Regions from separate parts of the Mus musculus genome. Here regions 1 and 3 are each linked to region 2. The links are chromatin contacts, called in public Hi-C and promoter capture Hi-C maps. All regions are on one chromosome and are shown on one strand. Each heading gives the region's core, a stretch centred on a gene start, on an enhancer-like site or on the middle of the called end of the contact. The rest is flanking DNA. Distances are from core to core; before and after follow the strand shown.

Region 1 (4,357 bases), core at 1,350-3,849, 71 kb before region 2:
CATGTGGTACTAGGGGTGGAATCCAGGGTCTCACAAACTAGACAAGCACTCTGTTACTGAGATATAATCTCAGCTCCATGAAGTCTTCTTTATATGCAGATGCCTTGTTTCCAAAAGTTGCCACGTGTCTTTTAAGATGAGAGCTTTGTCTTATCTCTTCCAACACCCTCATTATCATGGTGTCTTATACATAGCATTTTTTATAGATCCAATTGAAGGTCAGCTGGGTATGGCAGTATGGCTCTGTATCAGGAGGCTGAGATAGGACGATCACAGCAACCCAAAAATTTCAGAGCAGACTAGGCAAAATAGGAAGGTCCCTATCTTAAGCAAAACAATAATGAATAAAAGCCAATGACATCCTTGCCACTCAAGAAGCTTTTCTGAAGTCTTCTATGGCATCTTTGCCCTCCAGAGCCGAGACATACTGGGTAAATGAAGGCTTCAGCATGAACGCTCTGTTTCCCATCTCCTAGACAAGGGCAGGGACAGTTGCTCTTACACCACTCCTTTTCACCATTGCAGAATACTATGAAGACATTAATGTAATTTTGTGATTAGGGGAGTTAAAAACCATTGACAAGGTTGTGGGACCATCTCAGAAATGTGACCTTTGTTCATAGCTTTAGTAGATTATCTCAACACTAACGATTAATATTATTACTGTTTCAAGAATAGAAATTCATTCTGGTCAAGGAAATTAAGAGACTCAGTAAAACAGTTTCTTGACCATCTTGGGATTGTGAAGATAATTGGCTGAGGATGGCAGCAATGAAAGATCCAAGCAGGATACATATTTTTCTCTTGCTTCCAGGAGACCAAGACCTGGTTTTCTGAGTTCATTTTCTCTCGGTAGAGGAGGGCCTCAGTGCTTTTTTTTTTCCTATATTTGTGTCACTTCCTAAGACTTCACTGTGGAACATTCTACAAGTGCCATACCTTCAATGTACTCTCCTGTTCTCCAGGAGCAATCTTTCCTTTGTGCTAGCCTCGGTGCTTAACTGTAATGGGACGTGATAGAGTGTTGCAATCAGTAGTGGCGATGATAACTGAAAACACCCACTCTTCTTGGATTTCAGGAAGGATACCCAGAAGAGGAGATTGTATGGCTAATGATCAAGTCTTGGAATATTGGAATACTGATGTCTAGCAAGAACAAGTATATATCTGCAGAAAGGTGGGCTGCAATGGCATTGGATTTCCTTGGCCACCTTAGCACCCTCAAAACAAGCTATGAAGCAAAGGTAGGAGGGAGAAGCCTGCAGTGGGTGGCATAACTTAGAGGGCACAGAAGGCATGCAAGGCTCCCTTAAAGACACATCCTACCTTGCTTGACTAGGTAAAGATCTTCATCTTTGAAGAGCTCAGAGCTTCTGTAGCAATTCATGTGGTAAGAGGTTGTGTAGTAATTTCTTAGAGTGAAACCAAAAAGGGTGGGGAAGAGGAAACAGGGATACTGAATGGAATCTAATTATGAGGACTGCCAGGAGTGCACTCTGGAAAGATAAATCACTGTCAGTGCCAATGTGTGTGGGTAAGAGCTGGCCTCTGTGCAAACAATGGCTGGTCAAACAGGCATTTCTCCAGGGACTATTGTGTTTCAAGCACCTAGACCTGCTAACCAGGGTAGGTTTGGTAAGGAACAGCCTTGTTACCAAATAAGAACAACAAATCTTTTCTGTTTTGATTACCTTCCTTACTAGAGCTGCCTGTTCCTAATTAAACAGGCCTACTGTACTGAGATTCCTCTTCCCAATAGCAACTCAGATTTCAGACCTCAAGGGCCATCACTGTGCCATCACTGTGGATCTGGGAAGCTTTCCCACACTGGTTGGTTTTTTTTTTTCCTTTTTCTTAAAGTCTGTCTGCTGTTTTCTTTCTCAGGTGAATCTTCTGTATGCCAACCTCATGGAAATATTAGATAAAAAGACGGATTTAAGATCTACAGAGATGACTGAACAATTAAGAGCACTTATTGTTCCTCCGGAGGATCAAGGTTCAGTTTCCAGCACCAACGTGGCAGCTCAAAACCATCTGTAATTCCAGTTCCAGGGAATCTGATACTCCCCTCTGGTCACTGTGGGTACATGTGATAAAAGTAAAGAGTGATTTTACTTTTCAGTGGAGAGTCATAATGATTGAAGGAGGTTGTAGAAAGCAGACTAGCTCACAGCAACTTGAAGGTGTATATTCATGAGCCGCTGACTATTTCAGTGTGTGTCATATGTTCCCTGGAACTTTTGTTTTCTTAAGCCTTGTTGACTGAAATTTTCTCAAATAAAAGCATTTTGACTTTCACCCCATTGATCAGCTGATTTCTAGAAGAAAGGTGAATGTTCCTAACTGCTAAGAGTTATATTGAAACAGTCCATGCTAGGGCAAGACGCCCCATGTGAATAAAATGGAAGTCCACTCCTGCCCAAACTCCCTAAGCTGAGAGAGAACAGAGCCATAAACATCGTTGGGAGGGCCTAGTGGTCACTGGCTTCTGAATTTATCAGATTCATGAGATCTTTCTTTGAGCACTCTATTAAAACACATCCTGTGCTACATAGTCAGAACCTGTCAGAGAGTGGGGCACTGAGAATGAATCATATCCTATGACTCTTCAAACACACCCTTCTTTTTGCCTTGGCTAATTGGTAAAAAGCTTTTCCTTATACTCAACAAAAATCTGTTTCCCAGTAATAAGTCTGCTATTTCCATTCCAGGTGCCCTTTAGAGAATCAGACAGAAATCATCACCCCATCGTCCAGCCTTTTCTTCTTTGGGTTCAGTATCCTTTGGCCTCTCAGCCATTCCTCCTATGATCCTTCCTTTCCCTTCCAAGAACCAATTCTCACACTCCAAAGAGGGTTCAGTATTCTCAGTCTGCCTGCACTAACATTAAGTAGTACCACATTGCTCTTATTCTCTCTCTCTCTCTCTCTCTCTCTCTCTCTCTCTCTCTCTCTCTCTCTCTCTCTCTCTCTCCCGATTTCTCTTCTATTTATGACATTTCCAAGCACTGGTTTTCGAATACTTGCATATGTAATAAAAGTCATGGGTAAGCACAAACACCTGCTGTGCACCCTTCATCCAATGGATGTGGCTACATTGCTGTTTGCTGTTTGCTTGCTGTCTCAGTCCCTTGAGATTGTCTCACAGACTCTCAGGAACAAGTACTCTTCTGCATCACATTCATACTGACCTCTCAACTTTTTCTAACCCGTAAACCGAAATGTGTGTGTCAACCATCTAGCATTATTGGGAGAACATTGAAGGTGCAGTTGACACAGAGGAAAGACTGGAGGAACAATCTAGCAATTCTGGAATTGAAGAATGTCACATGCTGGACAGGTGACATGAAGACATACCACCATGAACCTGAGAGGAGTTCCTCTATTACCTTCTAACTATGGTATTCAATCACTCAGTTTTATTTAGTCGCTATGTTTTGGTCACTCTGCTCCTAGTTCTAAAACCTGAGAGAGATTTTGTTATACATATTCTCAATGATATTTAAAATTATGTTTAATATTTTGTTATACACATTCTCAATAATAATATTTAGGGGCTGGAGAGATGGCTCAGTGGTTAAGAGCACCGACTGCTCTTCCGAAGGTCCTGAGTTCAAATCCCAGCAACCACATGGTAGCTCACAACCATCCGTAATGGGATCTGACGCCCTCTTCTGGTGCATCTGAAGACAGCTACAGTGTACTTAGATATAATAATAAATAAATCTTTAAAAAAAATAATATTTAAAGTGAATTTTGTGAGATGTGATGTATTTGAAAGTAGACAGATTTCACAGTTTCTTATGCATGTGTCAGGGCTTGATATCTGAGTTTAGTCTTAAGTATAAATGCTTCTTATTCATGATGTCTTTGCCAGTATAACTTTCTCAGATTCTTAATAGGCTTCTGAAGTTTTCACTTCAAACTTTGCATGCTGATATTTTTAAACAGAATGAACTGTGTACAAACCATTTAGTCAATTTTCCATTGTGACAAATATCTAAGAAAACTTCGAGGGAGAAAGATTCATTTTGGCTCACACTTTCAGCGGTTTCAGTCCGTGGCTGCTGGGCTCTTGTTGGCTCTGGTCACGTGGCTGGAACATCATTGTAAGGAGTGCATGGTGAGACACGGGGAGTAGGGAGCTAGAAACAAAACATACCATCATCTACAAGAGTGAGTGTATTAAAAAAACCAATCCAATCGATCCAGAACAATAGTGGAAACATCAGAATCAGAAACCCAGCAGTGATTTGCTTCTGCCATGTGTTCCACAGGGCCATTGACAGCAGTAGTCCTTGAGAAAGTCAAGATCAGAAGCTGCACTTAGTTGTCTTGTTCCTTTCATCTCCTGCAAA
Region 2 (4,888 bases), core at 2,387-4,886:
TAGGCTGGGCTCCAGGGCCTCGGGGTTCACTAGGAGGGGTGCAGGGCTGGCCTAAGGGGGATGGCAGAGATGGAGCATGGTGGGCAAACTGTACCACACCCAACATCCATAGGAAGCCTGGTGAGGGAACCTCTCCATTTCTGAACAACAGTTCCCCCTGACTTTGGGATCATAGAGTCCCACAATGTCAGATATAGAAAGACAACATATACCACTTTCACATGACAATTGAGGACACTAAGGCCCAGAGTGGTTGTGGGGTGTGCCAAAAGCACACTGGGAGTTAGGATATAGAACTTGTATCTCCAGGTACTCTTTGGACTATAGGAGGTTTCAAGGCCAGTGGTAATTTGGCTGATCATCCCTTCTCCATGTTATTTCCATCAGAGTTATTTCCCGGAAGTCCTATTTTTACACGTCCTTCAAAGGTCCCAGAAATACAAGTTCTCAAATGGACAGGAGTGAAAATCCTAATCCAAATTTTTTTCCAAAGCAACTTTTGATTTGAACCCTTTCTGTGCTCCAGAAGAAAGGGTCAGGGTGGGAACTGGCCAGGAGTCTGAGGACAAATCAGGGTTAGGACAGGACTGGGGTAGACAAAATTTCCCATGACGGGGAACCTGATGACCCATAGACAGTAGGATCAGAATTTGTGATCTTAAGCACACAGTAGCCATGGCAAGACAGGCTAGTAAGGGGTTCAAAAAAAAAAAAAAACACAGGTTGTTTTCAGCAACAAATAGACATTGCCTTCCAGACAGGACATACTTGTGGCCTTTGTTCAAGTGGAAATCTGATTCTGCACAGACAAGTACACCTGCTTCCTCATTCCCACAATCATTTTCAAGACTAAAGGAAGCCCCTTGTCTCCCTCACCAAGTGTCCCAGCACTGATCCACATTTCTCTGGCTGTGTTACACCCTTCTGAAGTTGTGGCCCCAGAAGAGAGCACACAGGGTGAGTGTTCTTCTAACATAGTCTGCTCTGCCTCCCCCTTCCCACCTTCATCCTCTGCAGCACTGGCTTCAAGAGTGCTGACTAGCCTCCCCTCTCTCTCCCCCTTCATGTTCTGTGGTCTTAAGGAGTCAGTGGGGAGGGCTCCAGCTGCAGCCTCACCCTGGTCCCAGGAAGAAAAATCACTGCTTCATCAGAGACCCCCCCCCCCGCAACTAACACAGCCAACTGAAGTGCCATACAACCGTTACAGAGCAAAAGAGAGCCCATGCAGGTACACTCTCTCGTGTACCTAGTGTACCATGTGTGTTCCACATGTGATAAGCCATGCCCACCTAGTTTGGGTGGCACCTGGAGGTTTCAGCTCCCAGTAGTCCACCCTCTAGCTCTGGTCCCACTTCCACTCAGGGACCTTGCCTCTAGGGTCAGGAGCCATCCAAAGATCACCCAACAGGCCCGGCCCTGGAATTGGCACCTATTTCTCACTAGGCAGGCCAAGCATGAGCGTGTGCTTATAAGGGAGGGGCAAAAAAGAGGGGACTCACTGGAGAGGGCAAGGAACCAAGGCTAGGGACATAGGAAGAGGTGTAGACAGACAGACATACAGAATGGATAATTCTGATCTCCAAGAAGCCCCCTCTTTTGCTTCTAGGTAAAAGCACATCCTATTCTCCGAAGAGGACAGGGGTGACCAGATGGTCACCAGCTTGGGACAGTCAGCACCTTCCATAGAGAGCAAAGCCTCTCCTCCTCTCTTTCCACCCTGGGGGTTGCAGAACTGAAGAACTAGACAGGCCCTCCGCCATGCGTGCCAGAGACCTGGCTCTGCTGGCCCAGCCTCCATTTTGCTGTTTCTCCCACAGACGCTCCTTCCATTTTCTAAGCTGGCAGTTCAGGCTGGGAGTGGAAGCCGGAGTTGTGCCCAGCACCCAGGGGCTCCCAAGCTGTGCCAAATCAGAGCTGGGGAGCTAAGCTCTCTCACATCTGTGGGTACCCATAAGGGCCATGTCCCACTCAGAGAAGACCCTGCATTAGGGCAGCTACCCTTTGCCTGGTTCCAGGCAATATGCCTGCTTTGGAGCAAGAAGGCTTGTTTAACACCCCCTGCCCCCCAACCCCCCGCAGCACACACTTCAGAGCAGCTTGGACAAAAGAGTCTGTCCTTCTCAGCAGCATCTCAGCCTTGCTTGGGATGTGTCTTGCCCCCCCCCCTTTTGCCTGTTAAGCGCTTCTCATCAGGGACAACACACACACACACACACACACACACACACACACACGTGTACACTCTTGAAGCCACATGCTTACACACATATACATGGAGACACCCTCGGGCGAACACAGCTATCCCTGCAGCCTCATCGACAGAGACACCTTCACATTCAGAGACACATCCTCACATATCCATGTGCACGTTCACACACAAAGGGACTGGGATGGAGAGGGACTCATGGTATGGAGAGATGACGCTCAGCCATCTGGGCACATGGGTTCTGATACATACATTCACACAAGCTCCATTGCTTTCTTCCACACACCCCAACATACATACAAACACATATGTCCCCCCCACGCAGAGCACCATGCCCCCTCCTCCCCTCCTATGGAGACACACACCACATACAACCCCCGCAGAACCTCCCGCCCCCTGCCAGACACAGAGACACTGCCACCCCCCCGCCCTGCACTGAGACAAACCCAAATCCCCCACACTAGAAAAATGTGCCCCTCCGCCATACCATCACCCCCTGATACAAACAGCTCCTCCCAATCCCCTCCAAACGGAGACCCCCTAAACAGACACACATAGAAGATGTATTTTCAACAGTCTCTCTTTGGTCAGCTGCTAAAGGCTCAGATCCATAGACTTGGAGCCCCAGCAACCTCTACTGCTCCCCAGACTTCCTAGACCCCAATCCCTAGTCCTTTGGGTTGTCCCACCAGCCTCCCCTCCTCCTCATCTGCCGGTCCTTACCTGCTCATACCAGTCCCGGTTGGTACAGGTGCACTCGGGCCACCAGCCGGGGCCACTGCCGTTGAGTTTTGGGGTGCTCTTGCCGGGGACTGGCTTAGGGGGCACTGGCCCCACATCTCGGCCTGTGGGGATGAGCTTGGCCTTGGTGCGAGGGGTGGGGGTAGCCCCTGCCTGTGAAGGCAGGGTCTGCGAGCTGTAGCCTCCATAACCGGAGCTAGCCCCATTGCCCCCACTTGGCCCATAGGGGTCCGGCACCTGCCAGTCCCCGTAGCCAGGAGGCTCAAGACGCCGCAGGGCGGCCAGGCGGGTCACCTCATAGCACTCGGGGCACTTACAGCAGTGCTGGTGCTTGTGCATGGCACTGCCCCCCGCGGCTCGGACCCCCCAGCCCACGCCAGTTTCCACGCCGCCGCCGCCGCCGCCGGGCTCCCTAGCACACTCGCACTGCTCAGACCAAGAAGGAGGGGGCACCCGTGGGGGTGCCCTGGCTGAGCGGGGCCTGGGGCCGGGCGGGCGTCCTGGGGCCTCTGCCCCCACGCTGCCCCGCACCCATGGCTCCCCCTCCAGCACTGGCGGCTCCGTGTCGCCCGTTGTGGCTTCTGGGCCGAGGCCCAGCGGCAAAGAAGAATCGGGCGCCCAGGCAAAGGCTAGGTGCGGCGAGAACCTCTTCTGCTCAGGTCCCCAGGATGGATCTGAGTGGAGTCAAGAGCATCTCTCCCTGGCTCCCTTCTCAATTGATTCCAGCCAATCAGAGCGCAGAGTCAGGCAGCGGCAGCGGCAGCAGCAGGAATGCTAAACAGCGGCTTCTTAAAGGAGCAGAAGCAGAGGCGCCCCCCCACCCCCCGGACTCAGACACATCTCCCCTATTCTGTGGAGTTACTGGCAACCCTAGTCTAGGTGGCTGAGATTTGGGCCACTAGAGAGCTGAAGAGTATGATCCTGCGATCCTGTGTTCTCGTGTTGCCAATTTCAGGCTGTCTTCTGCCCGCTCCACCCCGCCCCACTGGCAAGAGGGAGTTGCAGTGAGATGCTCAATGGGTCCCTAAGCTTGCTCTAAGCTAGGGCCATCAGAAGTAAAGGCAGCAATAGAACCGATCAAAGGGGCATCTGGACAGGGTGCGCGAAGTGCTGCCTCCTGCAGGGGACCAAGGAAAAGGGCAGCATCCAGGTCTGTCAGCGCATCCTCATCAGGACCATTGTTCTTTCATTTCCTAGGCCCTGTAATGAGTATCTCTCACAGTCGACCTTTCTTACATCACCAGTGAGAGACTAACCTCAGAACCGGCAACGAGAGAAAACTATTTATGCCTGCCTCCGACACTTCTGCCTCCACTCCATGGTTATGTTAGGGAAAAGAGGCTTGAAATGTTACGAGGAAAGGGAGTTCGGGTACAAGGAAGTGGTAAGAAAAGATCTAAAGTGAAAGAAGCCAATTCTTTGGTTCTGGCACAGCACCCAGGAATCCCGATTGAAGGAGGTCTCCTTGACTTCTCCTCGCTCACGCTGTTGGAAGGTGGGGAAAGGGTAATCATAAGACAGAAAGAATCTTTTTTTTTTTTTGAGACAGAGTGATCATCCTGCCTCAACTACTTGATTGGTGATATTACAGGTGCCACCCAGGCTAGCTTTTTGTTTCTGTCCTTGTTTTATCTTTAGCAGACAATGACTGAATCGTTACAAAGTCTGAGGTGCAAACAAAAGTCTCTATCAAGGCAGTACTAAAGGTACCTCCATTCTACCAATAAGAACTGTAAGCTCAGCGGTGCTAACACAACTAGGTAGCATAACTGAGAGATGAAAGTTCTTGCCATTTGACTGGAACCCATGCTCTAAACTACTCAGATAAGCACTGTGCTCTAAGTTCTGCAGATTTTAGGTCTCCGTTTCATTTAACAGACATTAATTGAGCACTTACCCGGTGTAAAGCCATCACATGGGTGTTGTGAATAGAGACTTGGG
Region 3 (4,553 bases), core at 24-2,523, 130 kb before region 2:
GCAAACACTCCAGGGATACACCAGCAGTCCAGTTTGGTAGAGTCAGGTTAGCACAGCGGTGACATGACCTAGTACAGACAGCCAGGCCTCAGCCTCAGCTTGTGTCAGCAGGAGGGACCAAGAGGAACATCAGGAGAAGTTTTCTACTGTGCCTCTCTCAGGGGAGCAAAGATAAGTGAAGAGTAGAGACCCACAAGTGTTGAAGTGTACCAGCTTGCTGTACCAGCAAGCCAAGCTCTGTCTCCGTCATTCTGTGGAGTCCTATTTATACCCTCCAAATATCATGTGTCCTCCATGTGCCTTGCCTTAGCACAGGCCTTGCCTCAGCACATGCATCCAGTCAGCCTGAGTCCACTGAAGTGGCAACAAACTGCAGCACACCACCAGAAGTTTTTTGGTGTGTTTCTCTCCATGGAGTCCCAATAAATTTAGCTCAACTATGCTATATGAGGCAGACCAGTACATGCATGTTGTTAGCAAAGAATCCTTCATCACATGTCCTTTCACATGCTTGCCTTAGCAGAACATCCTCTCCTGTGTTTGCATCAGCGAAACATTCCTTCATGACTCTGCCTTAGCCTTTTACACCTGTGCCCACTTTAATGAAATGTTCTATCACATGTTTGCCCCAGCAAAACACCATCCAACTGACTTTCCAAAGAACCCCTAAGTTTTCCTTTAGAGGCTGATTCTCCTCCCCCCAGCAGTCATTAGGAACCTGTGGTTCTTGGTTTAAAGGTGAGAGCCTGAAAAATTCCCCCCATTACATCATTATATCCATTGATATTGTCATTGTTTATGTAGCCATTTCTACGAGAGATTGTTTCATGACAGACTTCCTGGTGATGTGGCTCTTTAGCAATCTTTCTTCCTGCTTTTCCCTGATGTTCCCTAAGCAAGATGTAGAAGCTATAATATAGACGTATTCCCTGGGCTTGGTATCATATGATCTATTGATTTCTGCTTTGTGCCCTGTTGTGGTCTTCTGTGATGGTCTCCATCTTCTATGAAGAGAGGCTTCTTTGATGAGGGATGGTAGCTGCACTCATCTGTGGGTATCAGGATAAGATTATTAATGTAGTTAGGAATTATGCTGGCCTAGCAGAGTGGCAGTAGAAGCTTTTTTTCCAAGGTTCTGGACCACACTGGCCCCAGAAACAAGTTCCAGGCAAGATTTTCTTCCTTATCAAATGAGCTCTAAGTCCAATTACACAGCTGTAAGTTACCTCAAATGTGTGAGTGCCACTTACTGCAGTTTTGCACACACCTTGCCCTGCTGGTAATACCTTGTTATAGTTCATAGCTATTGCACCTGGGGAGGACTGTTTAATTGCTTCCCTCCATTGGCAGCTTGTATATTTTTCTGTCACCATGGAAACTAGAGTGCAGAAAAGAGGCTTTCAGGTTAGATCCAGCTGAGAGGCCACCAAGGGCTACATGGATAGCCTAGTTTTGAGAGTCACCTGGACTATGCTGACCAACCATTCAAAGGAAGGTTTCTCGTTTCTGGTACTAGAGTTTTTGTTAGTCTATGTTTCTTTTAGGGAACATTGGTAGCCCACATGGCTTAACTTCCTTTAGGACATATGGACATATATACATGTATATATAACATATATGTTTTCTATGTACATGTATCTATCTATCTAGATACATGTACATATAAACACATACTTATATGTATTATATATAATTTTAGGTAAATATAAAATAAGATGATTCTTTGAGGCTTTATCACATAGCTCTCATATTATTTGTTCCTTCTCCCTCCTCTGTCTGTATTAACTGACTTCCTACAGATCTGGAGCCACCTCTTTTTTTTTTTTTTTAATGTTTCCCACTTCATATCACCTGCATCTTCGTATTTCCATTTCAAGCATCTCTCTCCCACCTACTGATTCTTTATACTTTCCTGGTTTCTGAGGTCCCTCTGTGTTATACTCACACTGAGGATTGGGAGCTAGGAACCACAGATGAGAGTACACATGCAGTGTTTGTCTTTCTGGGCTGGGATAACTCACTCCCTCACTGCTTTTTAGTGAATAGTTTTAGGTTTACAGCAAAATTGAGAAGACAGTACAGAGATTTTTCAAATATCCATTCTCCCTATTTACCTATAATCAGCCTCCATCATCAATATACTTTACCAGATAAATACAGATATTACAACTAAGGGACCTAAGCCGATACAGTGTCACATTAAGCCCAGTTTTCATTAGGGTTCTCTCTCAATGTTCTATTTCTCCTTTTCTCCATTTTTAACAAAAAAAAATCTATTTTTAAGAATGAGCATGAGATTTAGCCACTCTGCTGAACCAGATTCAGACAGCAGTATTAGTCTAGTAAATGCATCGACTCCCATTATATAGGGAGTGTGTTTGTTTGTGTAATATTGTATATGTGTGTGTGTGTATGTATGTATGTATAGATAGATAGATAGATTGATTGATAGACAGACACAATTTTTATCCATTCATTTGTTCATGAACATCTAGGCTGGTTCTATATCTTGCTTATTGTGACTAGCCATAAATATGAGTGTGCAGATATTTCCTTGTGTGTTAATTTTATTTCTTTCAGATACCCAGGAATGACATACCTTGATCAGATAGCAGTTTTATTTCTAATATTTAAAAGAACCTCTCTACTGATTTAGAGATGGCTGAGCTAATTTTTATTCCCACCAACGGAGTGTAGGTGTTCATTTTTCTCCACATCCTTGGCAGTACTTGTTATTGCTTTTTAGTTTCATTTCTATAAAAACCATTCTAGTGGGGGAGACATGCAACCTTGATGTAGCTATAATTTGCATTTCCTTGATGGCTTGATAATACTATGTATTTTTCTTCTATTTATTGGTCATTTGTACTTACTCATTTGGAAAGTGTCTTTTCAGACCATTTGCCAATTTAATTGATTCTAGTATTTACTCTTCCAGTGTCACTTCAAAATTATTTATGCATTCTGGATATTAGTCCCTTACCATAGGATTAGCTAATGGATTTTTCTTCTATCTGTAGGCTATTTTTTGACTAGATTATTTCTTTTGTTATGCAGAAGCCTTTTAACTGAACACCATCTCATTTATGAATTCTTGCTTTTTAATGAGCTACTAAAGTCCTATCAAAGAAATCATTGCCTGTGTCAATATTTTGAAGTGTTTGTCCTGTTTTCTTGAAATAGTTTCAAGTTTCACATTAAAGCTTTTGATCATTTGAGTTAGTTTTTATACTCGGTGAGTCAGTGCTCTAGTTTTGCTCTTCTATGTATGGATATCCAGTTTCTTTACTACCATTTATTAACAGGCTGCTTTTATCCAACACATTTTTGAGACAGGGTCCCACTCTGTAGCCCAGAGTGGCTGTGAACTCACTGTGTAGCTCAGTCTGGCCTTGAACTCACAATGATCCTCCTATTTCCACCTTCAGTGGCCAGAGGTAGGTAGATCTCTGTAAATTCAAGGCCAACCTAGTCTACAGAATGAGTTCCTGGACAGCCAGGACTATGAAGAGAGACCCTGCATTTTAAAAAGACTATAAAATCCAGGTATAGTTTCCTACTTAGAAATGGTTCTGTTGTTAGCACTTGTAGTAGACATGATAGACATGATTATGCAGCTACTTAAATAAGTCAGAAACAGAAAACTGAGGTGATATGAAAGAGATAAGAAGAAAAATATATAGTCTTAATACTAGTATTTTATCCCTTTGGGAAGAATTGCATTTATATCAACATCCTTTTCCAGCCTCTTTCCCTCAGTTCACTCAGAAGCCAAAGAGTTTATCTATTGAGGATACTCCTTAGTGTCTCCTCCCCTATATCTTGTACAGTCATCAAGGTGAAGAAGCCAGCCTATAACCCACTCAGTATTTATTTCACCTTTATTATTTATTTATTCTTTGTATTAATTCTTTGAAAGTCTAGCTTCCATTAGCATATCATTAACAATCTTTGGTTTCATTGACAGGTTTTTTTTTTAGTAGTAGGAGTGGGAACATTCCCACTTAGACAACATCTATTCTTATAAATCATTTAGATAAAAGATACACAACTTGTTTATATAAAGTCTGAACCTCACATTTTAGGCAGGTGCGCTACCACCATGCTATACTGCAAGCCCATTGTTTAAATGGTCTGTTCAGATTCTCTATTACTCAGAGGACATCATCTCTTTGGCCATTGTTAGTTGGTAAGAAGTGTAAAATATGGGGTTTTTGTTAAATCTAAAGAAATGTGACTCAGCAGTTCACACTACCATAATACATTCTGTTCCAGTTATTTCATGCCTTGGTGAACATTTTTATACACCACTGGCTAAGAGAAGCTCAGTTGAGAGTTAATATCTATTCCCATTGAGACCCCCCCACACACACACACACACTATCAGCATCAGTCCAATTGCTAGCTGTTTTCAGAGCCATTTTCAACTGTTGCCTCTTATTCGAAAACCTTTCAAACCTTGTAACTGCCACTCCTGCATTAAAAGACTCATTTCTGGTCAGTTGAGAGCTGCTTATAAGTCACTATGTCTAAGGTTTCCTGATGCATTTCCA

Evidence for each region. Promoter capture Hi-C pulls out the DNA fragments that hold promoters and counts their contacts. A called contact is a pair of places that touch in the nucleus more often than the background predicts.
Region 1: a contact with region 2 is called in a Hi-C map of the N1E-115 cell line, with 2.5 times the contacts expected there. The contact joins the enhancer-like site here to the promoter of Dlg3 in region 2. A contact is called at or near these places in 7 of 39 promoter capture datasets (the HPC-7 cell line, HPC-7-derived erythroid cells, embryonic stem cells and 3 more), 1 of 15 datasets of contacts at CTCF or cohesin (pro-B cells), 9 of 484 Hi-C or Micro-C datasets (2-cell embryo, 8-cell embryo, the N1E-115 cell line and 4 more), 7 of 115 datasets of contacts at active chromatin or transcription factors (the SCID.adh cell line, embryonic hindbrain, embryonic stem cells and 2 more) and 3 of 9 other capture datasets (embryonic stem cells, liver and pancreatic islet).
Region 3: a promoter capture Hi-C map of liver shows a contact between it and region 2, with 5 times the contacts expected there. The contact joins the enhancer-like site here to the promoter of Dlg3 in region 2. A contact is called at or near these places in 10 of 39 promoter capture datasets (the 3T3-L1 cell line, the C10 cell line, the SN4741 cell line and 5 more), 2 of 15 datasets of contacts at CTCF or cohesin (the NIH/3T3 cell line and pro-B cells), 5 of 484 Hi-C or Micro-C datasets (brown adipocytes, embryonic stem cells, morula and 2 more), 7 of 115 datasets of contacts at active chromatin or transcription factors (embryonic stem cells, large pre-B cells, stem cell-derived neural progenitor cells and 1 more) and 3 of 9 other capture datasets (adipose tissue, macrophages and pancreatic islet).

What each region holds. Positions count from the first base shown.
Region 1 is chrX:100,836,588-100,840,944 of GRCm38.p6, reverse strand. It overlaps Tex11 (testis expressed gene 11), which reads left to right. Exons shown (of 30, transcript NM_031384.2): 29 at 1,080-1,244; 30 at 1,885-2,297. The coding sequence ends at 2,040. Among named protein-coding and RNA genes, the nearest start is that of Dlg3, 71 kb to the right of the region's middle. Within about 2 kb of position 2,599, at least 5 of the 459 cell types and tissues checked have an H3K27ac peak or open chromatin away from gene starts, as enhancers often do. A contact at or near this core is called in the N1E-115 cell line, where this site is marked.
Region 2 is chrX:100,766,470-100,771,357 of GRCm38.p6, reverse strand. Dlg3 (discs large MAGUK scaffold protein 3) reads right to left here and starts at 3,636. Exons shown (of 21, transcript NM_016747.4): 1 at 2,930-3,636; 2 at 1-51. The coding sequence starts at 3,286.
Region 3 is chrX:100,891,336-100,895,888 of GRCm38.p6, reverse strand. The region is part of intron 20 of Tex11 (testis expressed gene 11); the gene reads left to right. Among named protein-coding and RNA genes, the nearest start is that of Gm24577, 110 kb to the left of the region's middle. Within about 2 kb of position 1,273, at least 2 of the 459 cell types and tissues checked have an H3K27ac peak or open chromatin away from gene starts, as enhancers often do.